Linked DNA regions of Mus musculus: all the other regions are linked to region 1. The links are chromatin contacts, called in public Hi-C and HiChIP or PLAC-seq maps. All regions are on one chromosome and are shown on one strand. The core of a region is the stretch at or near the end of the contact, and the rest is flanking DNA. Distances in the headings are between cores, read along the strand shown.

Region 1 (3,683 bases), core at 979-3,478:
AAGGGACCATAACGTTAATGCGATTGCACTCTGGACTCTGTACACCAGAAGGCATGAGCTCAAGTTTAGAATCAGTAGATGCGATCTGGGGATGAATATAGCTCCCTGGGCACAGAAGAACAACTAGGTGAGTTTTGCCCACCAGATCCCCCAGTTAGCAGTTATTTACAGCCCACTGGCCTGCAACTTCAATTACCTGACCAGACATATTCACACTAACATAGTCTCTGGCTCAAATTTAAATCACCTGCCATAGGCTGGCTCTCAGGAACAAGTGGGGCAGAGGAATTTAGGGTGGAATGATAGTGTGGGCAGGCATTTGTGCTACAGTGGAGCTGGACAGAGCTGTTAGTAACTCTCACCAGGCAGTTACTCCATTGGGGGCAATGCAGATGGGCCTCTAGTCAGATAGCCATGTATCTTTCTGCACTCACCCTCCACCTCTCTCTGCATCAGGGTCCCACACAACATCGCACAGCCCCACTCGCCATTGTTTCTTGGGAAATCGTCACCAGTCGGATTCCAAATTTGCTTCCTTTCTAAGCTGAGTATTTCGCAGACTTAGAACAACATGGAGAGAGTCTCTTTTTCTCTAGCAAAAGGAGGGCAGAATATTGGAAGGGAGCACATTGGAAGGGACTTCCAACAGATGGGAACGAGAGTGCTGTGGCTTTCTGGAGGCAATAAAGGTGTCAGCAAATAGCAAGACTGGAGAGTGGGCCCCACAGAATGTTCGCTGTCGTACATGCTGCGTGCTGTCCCAGTGCCAGAGTGAGCTGCCTGGCTAAGCCTCTGTATTAACACTGTGTGGCTGGGACAGAGTCACAAGTACTGCTGACTTTGTCAGTATCACATGATCCTGCTGAGTCTCCATCTAACTAAGGAGGTGAATGGCTCTTTGTCATCTCTTTCTCCTGGTCATTGTGTCCCTGTCCCTTGTCCTTCCCTTCCTTATCACCACTCCTTCTTGCATTATAGCCCCCTTTCTGTTCAGATGATTTGTGTGTGTGTGTGTGTGTGTGTGTGTGTGTGTGTGTGTGTGTGTGTGTGATTTGTATGAGGTATCAGTGTAAGCCAGAAGAGGACATTGTCTCTTCTGGAACTGGAGTTCCAGGTTGTTGTGAGTCACCTGATGACGGTGAGAGGAAGTGAACTGAGGTCCGGCAAGATGTGTTGTTAATCACAGAGCAATAATCTTGCCAGCCCTCAGACTTTATTAGGGAGAAAGAACCTCATCCTGAAGGTCAAGACCATGTGCCCTAACCAATTACTCTAAAATCATTGCCATCAACCCAAAGAAAACCCATTTCTTGCCTAGAATTGTGTGCATGGCGTTTCAATGTAAATTACAGAACTCTCACGGTGACCTGGAGTGAAGCTCAGTTGTAGATCACTTATGAGACTGTAATGACTTAATTTCAACCTCCAGCTCTGCAAAAACCAAACAGATGAACACCAAGACACCACAAAGCAAAATAAATAACTATGACCGCAACAAGGAATACCATAAATGCAAACAAGAGCCCATAGTCTGAATTCTCTCCCCAACTAAGCAAATCACTACTTAGAAAAGTTAGGAAAGTTTCTGAGGTTATGCAACCAGTATCAGTAAAGAGGTCACTTGGGAACCAAATTTACTGCTTCCCCCTTACGAATTTCAATATTAAAATACAGAAGTCATACCCCCTCTAGGCCACTTGCATCCCGTTGTGAACGGAGACAAACAAAGCCAAATGACCAGGGTGGCTTCTACATTCCTGAAGTCACTGGACCTACTGGCTTCTAAGAGTAGCCCAGCTGAGGCAGCTGGCCAGGTAATCTAAGGCTGCTTCTAGCTCTGCAATCCAGTGACCCTTGACGCTCAACTTGTGCGCCAGAATGCCTGTCATTTCTGAGTATAGAGCGTTCACAGTCCTTTCTGGTAAAAAAAATAGGTTAAGCAAATACAAAGGGACGCTCAGGCTCCTCTGTGGGTCTATGCCTTGGTAACCGGGGATGAAAACTGGTTGATCACAGCAAGCAAGCTTCAGGGTCTACCATTTACAATTGAAATGCTTTACTGGCGAGGTTAAGAGTTCAAAGTTGAGTCACAGTCTGAGGTGGCCCTGCTCTTCCTTTTTAATTATCTGAGGTCAGGAAGTTAATAATACCAGAAATCCCCAATAGAGACCTCCTGTGAACTCTGTGAACTTTAAACTCGCCTCTCTCTATCTCTCTCTTTCTTTTTTTTTTAAATGGGTAAAAAGTTCAGTACAAACACAGCGGACTTTCCTCTTAGTCTCCACCCGTTCACACCCCCACCAAGGTCAAAAGTTCAACTGTAAAACAGAAAGCCTTGTTCTCTGATCCACATTTAAACAGATCACTTATTAAAAGGTAAACATTCCCAAACCAAGCCAAAGTCCAAAATGAATCTGTTCAATAAAAATGAAAATATTGTAATAAAACAAGTCTTTGATCTTTATCTCTTGCCTTGCAATTGGACATCGGGCTTTTTTTTTTTTAAACTTTTTGAATCTTATGAAAAGAATACACTCGTGAACTCTCTGCTCACCCAGTTCTTCCCTGAGATTAGACTCTCTAGAAGAGATAAAATCTCAGACGTTTTCAGGTAGTTCTTTGACTGCCTATCTTAAGACAGCAGAGTCTATTCCTTGTGTGTTCGTTCTTTTGCTTTTGCTTTTAAAAGCACCAAGTGTCAAGTACTGTGGAGTTGAGAAGGGTTTCTCAAAGTCGGTGAAGAATGCAGAAAGAGGAAAGAAACAGGACCACGTACATCATGAACCTCGTGGGAATAAGAGACAAACCAAATCTGACATCCTAAGCAATATTACGACTCACACATGAAGCCAGAGGATAGACACAGTGCTGGCATAGAGACGCAAGGCATATCCTGACTTGGAACTTTCCAACTGATCGTCCTATAAGGCAAAGTCTAAAGTGCCCCTTCTACAAGAGCAAATAACACAGAGTCCATTGTGTTCCGAACACGTCAGTCATTATTCTAAAAGGTCTTACCTTGTGAGTCACCCCATTTGTGGGGGCATGAATAGATGATACATGTCTTAATGTACAAGCCAGACTGGCCTCCAACTCATAACCCTCCTGTCTGAATCTTCCAGGTTGACAGAATTGCAGGTGTTTGTCACCATATTCAGCTCAAAAACTTTTGTAGAAAGATTTTTTTTCTCACAACTTAGTAATTACACAAGAATACTGTCACTTGCTTCCTACTTGAATTTTTTTTAAAGAGTAATAAATACACTCAGTTACAGAAAAAATGACAGGACTTGTGAAATAAAGATATGGTAAATGTATTCATAATTAATATTTTTGCACAGCTTATAAGATTTTCTGGTAATATCTAGCACAAAAATGAGACCTGGATACCGCTCTAAACACACTATGCTCTAGATGCATCCACACTGTGAACAATGTGCCGAGTGACCTCTGAGACGCTGGGATGCATCTGCACAACCCAGCCAGGAACAGCGCAGACAGGAAGGAAGTGTGGGGAGAGCACGCGTTCCTTCCTTCTGCTAGGGCTCCCTTCTCAGCAGCTGTGAGGACGGATGGAAATTCCTTATGAGTCAATCTGAGACTTCAAAGTATGGGATACAGCTTGAGAGACCCAATCTTATTGATTAGGATGCTGACCAAAAGGAAGGCACTATATTTAGGAG
Region 2 (3,346 bases), core at 459-2,958, 180 kb after region 1:
TATGTCCACATAAAAACTAAACCTACAAACTCAGATGCATCTGGTGAGCCATGACCTGGAACAAATGCAGCCTAACAAAGCTGGGGAATATCTCACAGCTGGTTTGCAAGGGACACCTCTGAATATCACCACCGCAGGCTGGGGACAGGCCACAGAAGCAGGCACACATACCCAAGTCTAGAACTTTCGGGAAAGAACAAAACTTTGTTTTGTTTTGTTTTTAAATGCTATACTACAACATACAAGTAAGAAAATAATAAAATACTAAAAACATCAAATAATCCTTTCCTTTCCCCCAAACACTTATAATTTATTCAGGATAATAATATAGCAGTATCAGCCAAGGTCATAGAGAACATAGACCATTTTCATCCAAACAAGCTATTTCAATACAAATAATTAGAGGGCCCACCTATTGTAAACGCATGGAAATAGGCGTTACATGGACATTGTCATGGGTTGTTGGAAGTCACTCCAAAGCTGGTTCTGGAAGTGAAACTGGGCCCTTGACTTCAGACTCCGTCCTGTCTGTGCCAAGTGTCCTCTAACAGCCTTGTCTGATGATGGGCAGCCTTACCTAACTCTGTGGCAAGGAAGGGGGAGAATGACGGGCAAAACAGCCCACGGGGAAAAACACCGTGTCCTTGAGAGCTGCTAAATGATGAACCACTTCCAAAAGAGATTACTGCTGTTCATCCCACCATGTGATGGGCCTGTAGTGGGAAAGAGAGGGCAGCCATGCAGCCATGGGACGCTCATCCGTGGAAAACTAGAGGATACTCTTTGCTCTTCCCAGAACACTCTCGGAGCACATCAGCTGCTTGCCCCATTAGGGCTCCACAGTTGATGTTAGAGTACTCAGTTCGATGAGGTTTAGTTATCTGTCTGTCTATTTAGCTATGTGTCTATCTCTTGTTACCTATTCTTTCACTTTGACTTACTATATACTTAATAAACATCCACATACAATACTGAACATCTGGCTATCAGAGACAGCAGCTGTACAGTGTTTTTCACATATCATGAGAGACGAAAACAGCAGGCACTGTCAACAAAGATAAACCTGGGGATCACAGCTTCCTTCAGGCTTTCCAAATAATCAACAGCAGTGCTTTCTAATGGAAATATAAACTAAGCACATACCATAGCAAGGTTGCCAAGAGAAGGGAATAGTCAATTTCTACATCAGCGCACTTGGATGTAACACCTGTATTAGGGGCAAAGGGAATGAAAGCCAAAATAAAGATAAAATTTCCCCAGCTATCAAATTATACAAGCAAGTGTTTTGTTTTGATTTGCTGCTCTGGGTTATGGGCAGGGATACATTGCTATGGACATCGGCAGTGTTGAAGCTGTGCTGTTAAAAACTTGGCAATGTCTGCTACATTAAGTATTCACACACACACACACACACACACACACACAGACACATACACACACACACACTTCTGACTAGATGGTTCTACTTGGTTTTCAGTTGTTGTGGTTAAAAAGCAAAAAGCAGAAAACAAACAAAAAGACCATATGACCCAAAGCAAAAGAAATGGATGGAATAAGGCATTTATTTAAACTTACAGTTCTAAACAGATGAGTCATGTCTAGTGGAGAGGATGGCCCGAATGTTAGGCATGATGGCAGGATAAGAAAGCTCAGAGATGCCTATTTTCCAACACAAGTGTGAGTCACAGAGGGCAAACTGGAAAATGAAGCCAGGAACTCCTCAGACCAGTGCTGAATGACACATTTCCTCCAGCAAAGCCACACCTTGTAAGCCTCTATCAGGGACTGTGTTCAAATATCTGAGCCAAGGGAGGACAGTCATCAATCAAACCACCATACAAACATTTATGTAAAAGACATACACATGCCTGCTCACTTCATCTTTCTGTGATGATAAGAAAACTGGAAACAATCTGATTGTAAACATGAGGAAGTACTAAGTAACTATTGACAGTCAAATTAGGGACAAGTGTTAAAATTGTCCCTTGGATTACTTTAAAATTGTGGAGACAACATAATAGAGTATTAGAAAAATAAGAAGTCCATTTGGAGAGTAGAGTGACAAACTCTTTAAATGAGGGTGTGTAATGCCTATGCTTAAGAGAACATATCAACGGATGACATCAAAGAGAGGGAGAATCGGCCATTAATGTATAAAAATAAGGTAGTTCCTCAAATGAAAATAATTGTTGCTGTAATATTATTCGAACATCAATGTATAGGTTTATACAAAGAGATGAGAAAGCTGACCACTGTGATGCTAGTGGGCTTCTGAGAGGTGGCACTTCAGTTACATAATTCTTCTTTCTTTGACATACTTTGGTTACACAGTGAGCAAGTATTGTTTTTATCAGAACAACAATGGAAGACATTTTCGCTTAACTGAAAACCTTATTACAAAAGCCTATTCTTATTTCTAGAAAACAATTCATATACAGTAGCACGAAGTATACACATTTCCAGAGGAGGAAGTAGGAGAGAGTCTGGGTATCATAGCATTTTAGCCATGATGGGCATTCTTTTTATTTCCTGCACTCTGGATCTATTCAAACCTCGCCTCCTACTGAGGGATTCAGTGCAGAACTAAAATATGATGACTTACTTGGCAACAGCAGAAAAAGAGCATTTACGCAAATGCAATAAAGATAAGCAATAAGTTTCGGTGATGCATAGAGTGTGTTCTCCGCTCGCCTGCTTCTTCTTTCTTCTCTCAGCAGAAGTTCAACTGAAAATAAGCTCAAACAGCAATTCGCCAAATTAGCTCGTCACCTCGCTTGTGACCAAATCACACCCTACAGAGAAACTCGGAACTCCAAGCGTTTGCTTTTTGGAATATATGTCCATTGAACGGGCTCTGTAAAGAAGAAAAAGGGTAGCTTGGTGTTTCCAGTTTGCTGGCAGTGTGATTAGAATAATGCTTGTGCTTGATAGTCACAGATAATTTCCAGGTTATTACTCATGTGCACCCTAAAATGGCGGTGCAAAAAGAAACATTTTGAGGTTTCATTTCTTCCCACCTCAAGGGAAGGTAAAATAGCACTGATTATAGAAATCCAAAATAAATAAATAAATAAATAAATAACAGACAAAACAGTCTATAAACACACACACATACACAATACAACTTGATAGATGATATACTTGACCTTTATTCACAGAAACCGAGAGCACTCTCTTTGGTTATGTGTTTTTCTTCTTGGAGGTGGTTTACTGTGCAAACAGCGCTAAACCAATCACTAGGCATAGACGCAGTGCCACAGACAGGGATGTGTGGTTCTTTGATGGGCTAGCATGGAGCAAGTATGAATTGAACCCCGTGGAGAAAGAAGAAGAGTCATATTAACTA
Region 3 (3,518 bases), core at 444-2,943, 230 kb after region 1:
CAGGAAGCAATGAGAGGGAGGGAAGGAGACAAGTACTAGCTATTCCCTTCCTAAGCTCTTCTGTACTTACCTACTTGCTACAAGCAGGTCCATTGTTCCAAAGTCTTACCACTTTATCACAATACTATTAGGTAGTAACCAAGCCTCTAGCCCCATATCTCTAGGAGATATCTCAGACCCAAATCATAACATTTAGATAAGGGCCAGGCTGAATGCTCTTATCATGAACCTGGCAAAATTCTACGCATCAGGGGTAAAAGAAAGCAGAGAGCATAAACATTGCATATCTTATTTTATTTTGATCGGAACCCAGGTCTTCACATATGCTAGCAAGTTCTCTAGCACTGAGCTATACACCCTTGGCCCTTCCCGTGCCATTACATTTGTGTTCCAATAATGCGTTTGGAAACTATGTCATTTGAGAAAGTTAAGAAAAGCTCAAAAGGAAGAAAAGTAAGGAAGAAAAGTAAGGCTTTAGCATCCTTAGCATTAAGGCCATTGGGTGGGCAGTAAGTTTCTCTGGAAGTTTTGGCATGCCTGGGATTACAGAAGGCTGAGGGGGAATCAAAGGATTTTGTTGCACGGTACCCAGACAGAAGGTGACTCCAGGACTGACCCCTTGTTCAATGAGAGCTAGACACGTGGGCATTTTTTTTAAAAAACATGAAAGGAAAATAAAAGAGAATGAATTAGCGTCTGAACTAATTCCAACTACTCTTGAAACACATAGTCTGGAGTGTTGAGAGGTTAAATCCTTGGTGGCCCCAGACCCTCAAGGGAAGCTTCAACGAGAGGTCATTTGGTCTCTGTTAATTACTAAATGCATGTTCTATACTCATGAATTCATAGGACCCAGAAAACAAAGCATATTTACTGATCAATATCGAACATAATTTAGCAATCGGATAGTGGTTCAATTGGGACTGGTTTAGGGGTTGAACCTGGAATTTTCATGAAGACTAATACTTATTTTATAGGTAGCTGTGAACAGGTTCCCCTCTCTAGCATCCTGCCACTTTCTTTAAATAACTAAACTTTCAGACACACTGAGTATCAGTTACTGGACATCTAAGGACAGTGTGTTTATTTGGGAAGGAGAATGCTCGAATGTGTCCTTAAATTGCTTTGACTTCCAATTGCGAAGAAACCCGTCTTGGCTCTTCGATCTTGGAAAGTGATGGACAGGACCAGAACTCTGATGTCACTGAAAGACTGGATGCAAAGAAAGAAGTCAGGGGAGGAGGGAGAGAGGGGGATGGGCAAGAGAATTAGCAAGAGGAACAAAACCAGAGGAGCTGACTTGGTGGGGAGAGGTGGGGTGGCAGAAGGCATTTCCTTATGTGACATTTAATGACAATCTTGTCTGAGTGCACACATAGGCACCGCTCTGCCTCTACAAGGGCCAGTCTTGAAGGGAAGCCCTTCCCATGGAAGGGCAAGCTCATGTACGGAAGGGGTTCAGCTAGGCAGACATAGGCACAGATGCCCACCCCCCACGGCAGTACTAAGGAGCGGAGAGGGATCGGTTTTTAAAGCGCCATTAACAAAGAGCTTCACTCAAGAAGAATCTGTTAATAAGTAATGAAAGAAAGTGGCTGTTATGGAGATTAAATGCCCCTGTGTCTAGGTACAAAGTTCAGACTGCAAAGTGCAGCTGTCACCCTGACTCTAACCCCTCAGCAGCCTTAGAACCTCTGGTTCAAAGTCTGTCTTGCTGCCTTCCTGTTACTAGGCTGCCCGGTGCAAGGTCCAGCCAGGGGTCAGAGTTCAGCGTCTGTGGCTCGGCTGGCTGCCTTCTTTGTCTAGCTCAGGCCAGCTTTTCCAGAAGCCACAGACTGCTGATTTAAGACGATTATTACAAGCCACGGACAGATTATTTCCCCTGGATTTTCATGTTTGTTCTTTAGAAGGAGGCTTAAATGGTCTCTAACGGTGGTCTCTCGAGGATAGAAGGGCACGTGAAAGGATAAGAAAAAACCCGTTTCTGAGGAAGAACTATGCTCCAAGAAGATGTATAAATTGGAGATCCTTTGAAGTTAAAGACTTGCCTGAATAATTTCAAAAGTGGCTCAAGTAGTTCACTCTTTAGCCACGTGTGGTCCCATAAATGCTAGATTAGTTCTTTAAAATTGAACTAAGATATAAACTTACAACAGAGACTGATAAAACATGCACAAATGCAAACCAGACAAAAATCCCAATGTGGAAAATGGAAAGTGGGCAGGAAGTTCCCTCACCCCCAACCAAGAAGCTACTTGCAACTGTTAACTGCCTGGAGAGAGAAGCCGAGTTTCTTTCAGTGCAATGATCCTGGGTATATCAACCACTCTCCAGGCCAGGGCTTAGTAGAATGTGAAGCTGGGTGGACATGATGAGAGAGATGAGGGAAGAGATGGGAAGCCTTGGAAGAAAGAAAAGAATATCGAAATGTAGTATCTGAAAACTGCAAAAGTAAACACATTTAAAATCTGACCAGTTAATGAAACTAAGCTAACTTTTCCATATATGACCGTAGCTGAATATTCATTTTAGAGTTGTCTTCCATCTCCTTGTTTATGGCCATTCTCAGAAGAATGAGAGGGAGAAAACCCTGACCAATACTTTCCATGCTTTGCCCTGATCCTTGGAAGAGTTTCAGAGAGTTGGTGAAACATTAATCACTAGTCCCATTTTGCAGGTGAGGAGACAGAGAGCTGAGCCACCAGCCAGGGAGCGGGGTTTTTTACGGGGAGACCACCCTAACGACTTCTTTATCCATCCTCTCCCTCGTTCCTCCTTAACTCATTGCTGCCTTTGATGTCTTGACACCAATCTTTTTTAAATTGATGCAGTTCTTCTTCTCGGTCCCATTTTATGGCAGTGGGCTGAGTTAAAATAAAACACGGGAGGCAGGCGACTCGGGAAATGTGACTGGGGAGAGCATGTCAGGTAAGAGTTCAGAGAAGCAGCGGCGGCGTGACTCCACACTGGCCTCTCGCCAGGCCCTTGTGATTCATGCTCCATCTCCCGGCCACAGGTGCTGGGAGGGCAGGATTTTAGCTCAGCTGCCCAGTGGGTCGGATAGGGCGCTGCTCTTTTCAGTGATAGCCTGGATTAATATTTTACCTCAAAAAGGAGTCGGACCCATAAGTTGGTCCATCAGTCCCCCACAGGCCTAGAATCTAAAATTCTATTTGCTTTCCATCTAGGAGAAGATTTCTTTTGGTTCATATTTTTGTTTTTATTAGGGTATGGTTTGAAAACCATCTATTGGTTTCATTCCTATGGCAGGTATATATGTGTGTATTTATAAACGAAAAACACATGTTTCAGTTACTTAGTGAGTCTTTAATTTATGATGGTCACACATGTGTAAATATATATGTCAGTACGCCATCAAGAAGGCACGTGTACAAATTCACCCACAGCTCAGTCTTTGATCCCATAATGCTTGGGCTATGGTAGAAAGACAAGAAGAAATGCGTATAGGTAGTGATAGCAGAGTCACATGTAATGTGAAAATGGGTAGGAAAGAGCAA

The links. A called contact is a pair of places that touch in the nucleus more often than the background predicts. HiChIP or PLAC-seq counts read pairs in DNA pulled down with a chosen protein or histone mark.
Region 2: a FOXA1 HiChIP or PLAC-seq map of pancreatic cancer cells shows a contact between it and region 1. The contact joins two enhancer-like sites. A contact is called at or near these places in 2 of 39 promoter capture datasets (erythroid cells and liver) and 2 of 115 datasets of contacts at active chromatin or transcription factors (embryonic stem cells and pancreatic cancer cells).
Region 3: a Hi-C map of liver shows a contact between it and region 1, with 3 times the contacts expected there. The contact joins two enhancer-like sites. A contact is called at or near these places in 6 of 484 Hi-C or Micro-C datasets (liver, peritoneal macrophages and spermatogonial stem cells) and 2 of 115 datasets of contacts at active chromatin or transcription factors (hepatocytes and pancreatic cancer cells).

What each region holds. Positions count from the first base shown.
Region 1 is chr16:76,223,158-76,226,840 of GRCm38.p6, forward strand. The region is part of intron 2 of Gm30507 (a long non-coding RNA gene); the gene reads right to left. Among named protein-coding and RNA genes, the nearest start is that of Gm30507, 25 kb to the right of the region's middle. Within about 2 kb of position 2,229, at least 81 of the 459 cell types and tissues checked have an H3K27ac peak or open chromatin away from gene starts, as enhancers often do. A contact at or near this core is called in hepatocytes, liver and pancreatic cancer cells, where this site is marked.
Region 2 is chr16:76,407,848-76,411,193 of GRCm38.p6, forward strand. No RefSeq gene overlaps it. Among named protein-coding and RNA genes, the nearest start is that of Gm52253, 23 kb to the right of the region's middle. Within about 2 kb of position 1,709, at least 47 of the 459 cell types and tissues checked have an H3K27ac peak or open chromatin away from gene starts, as enhancers often do. A contact at or near this core is called in pancreatic cancer cells, where this site is marked.
Region 3 is chr16:76,452,283-76,455,800 of GRCm38.p6, forward strand. Gm30615 (a long non-coding RNA gene) reads right to left here. Exons shown (of 3, transcript XR_384973.2): 3 at 2,343-2,401. Among named protein-coding and RNA genes, the nearest start is that of Gm30615, 17 kb to the right of the region's middle. Within about 2 kb of position 1,694, at least 50 of the 459 cell types and tissues checked have an H3K27ac peak or open chromatin away from gene starts, as enhancers often do. A contact at or near this core is called in hepatocytes, liver and pancreatic cancer cells, where this site is marked.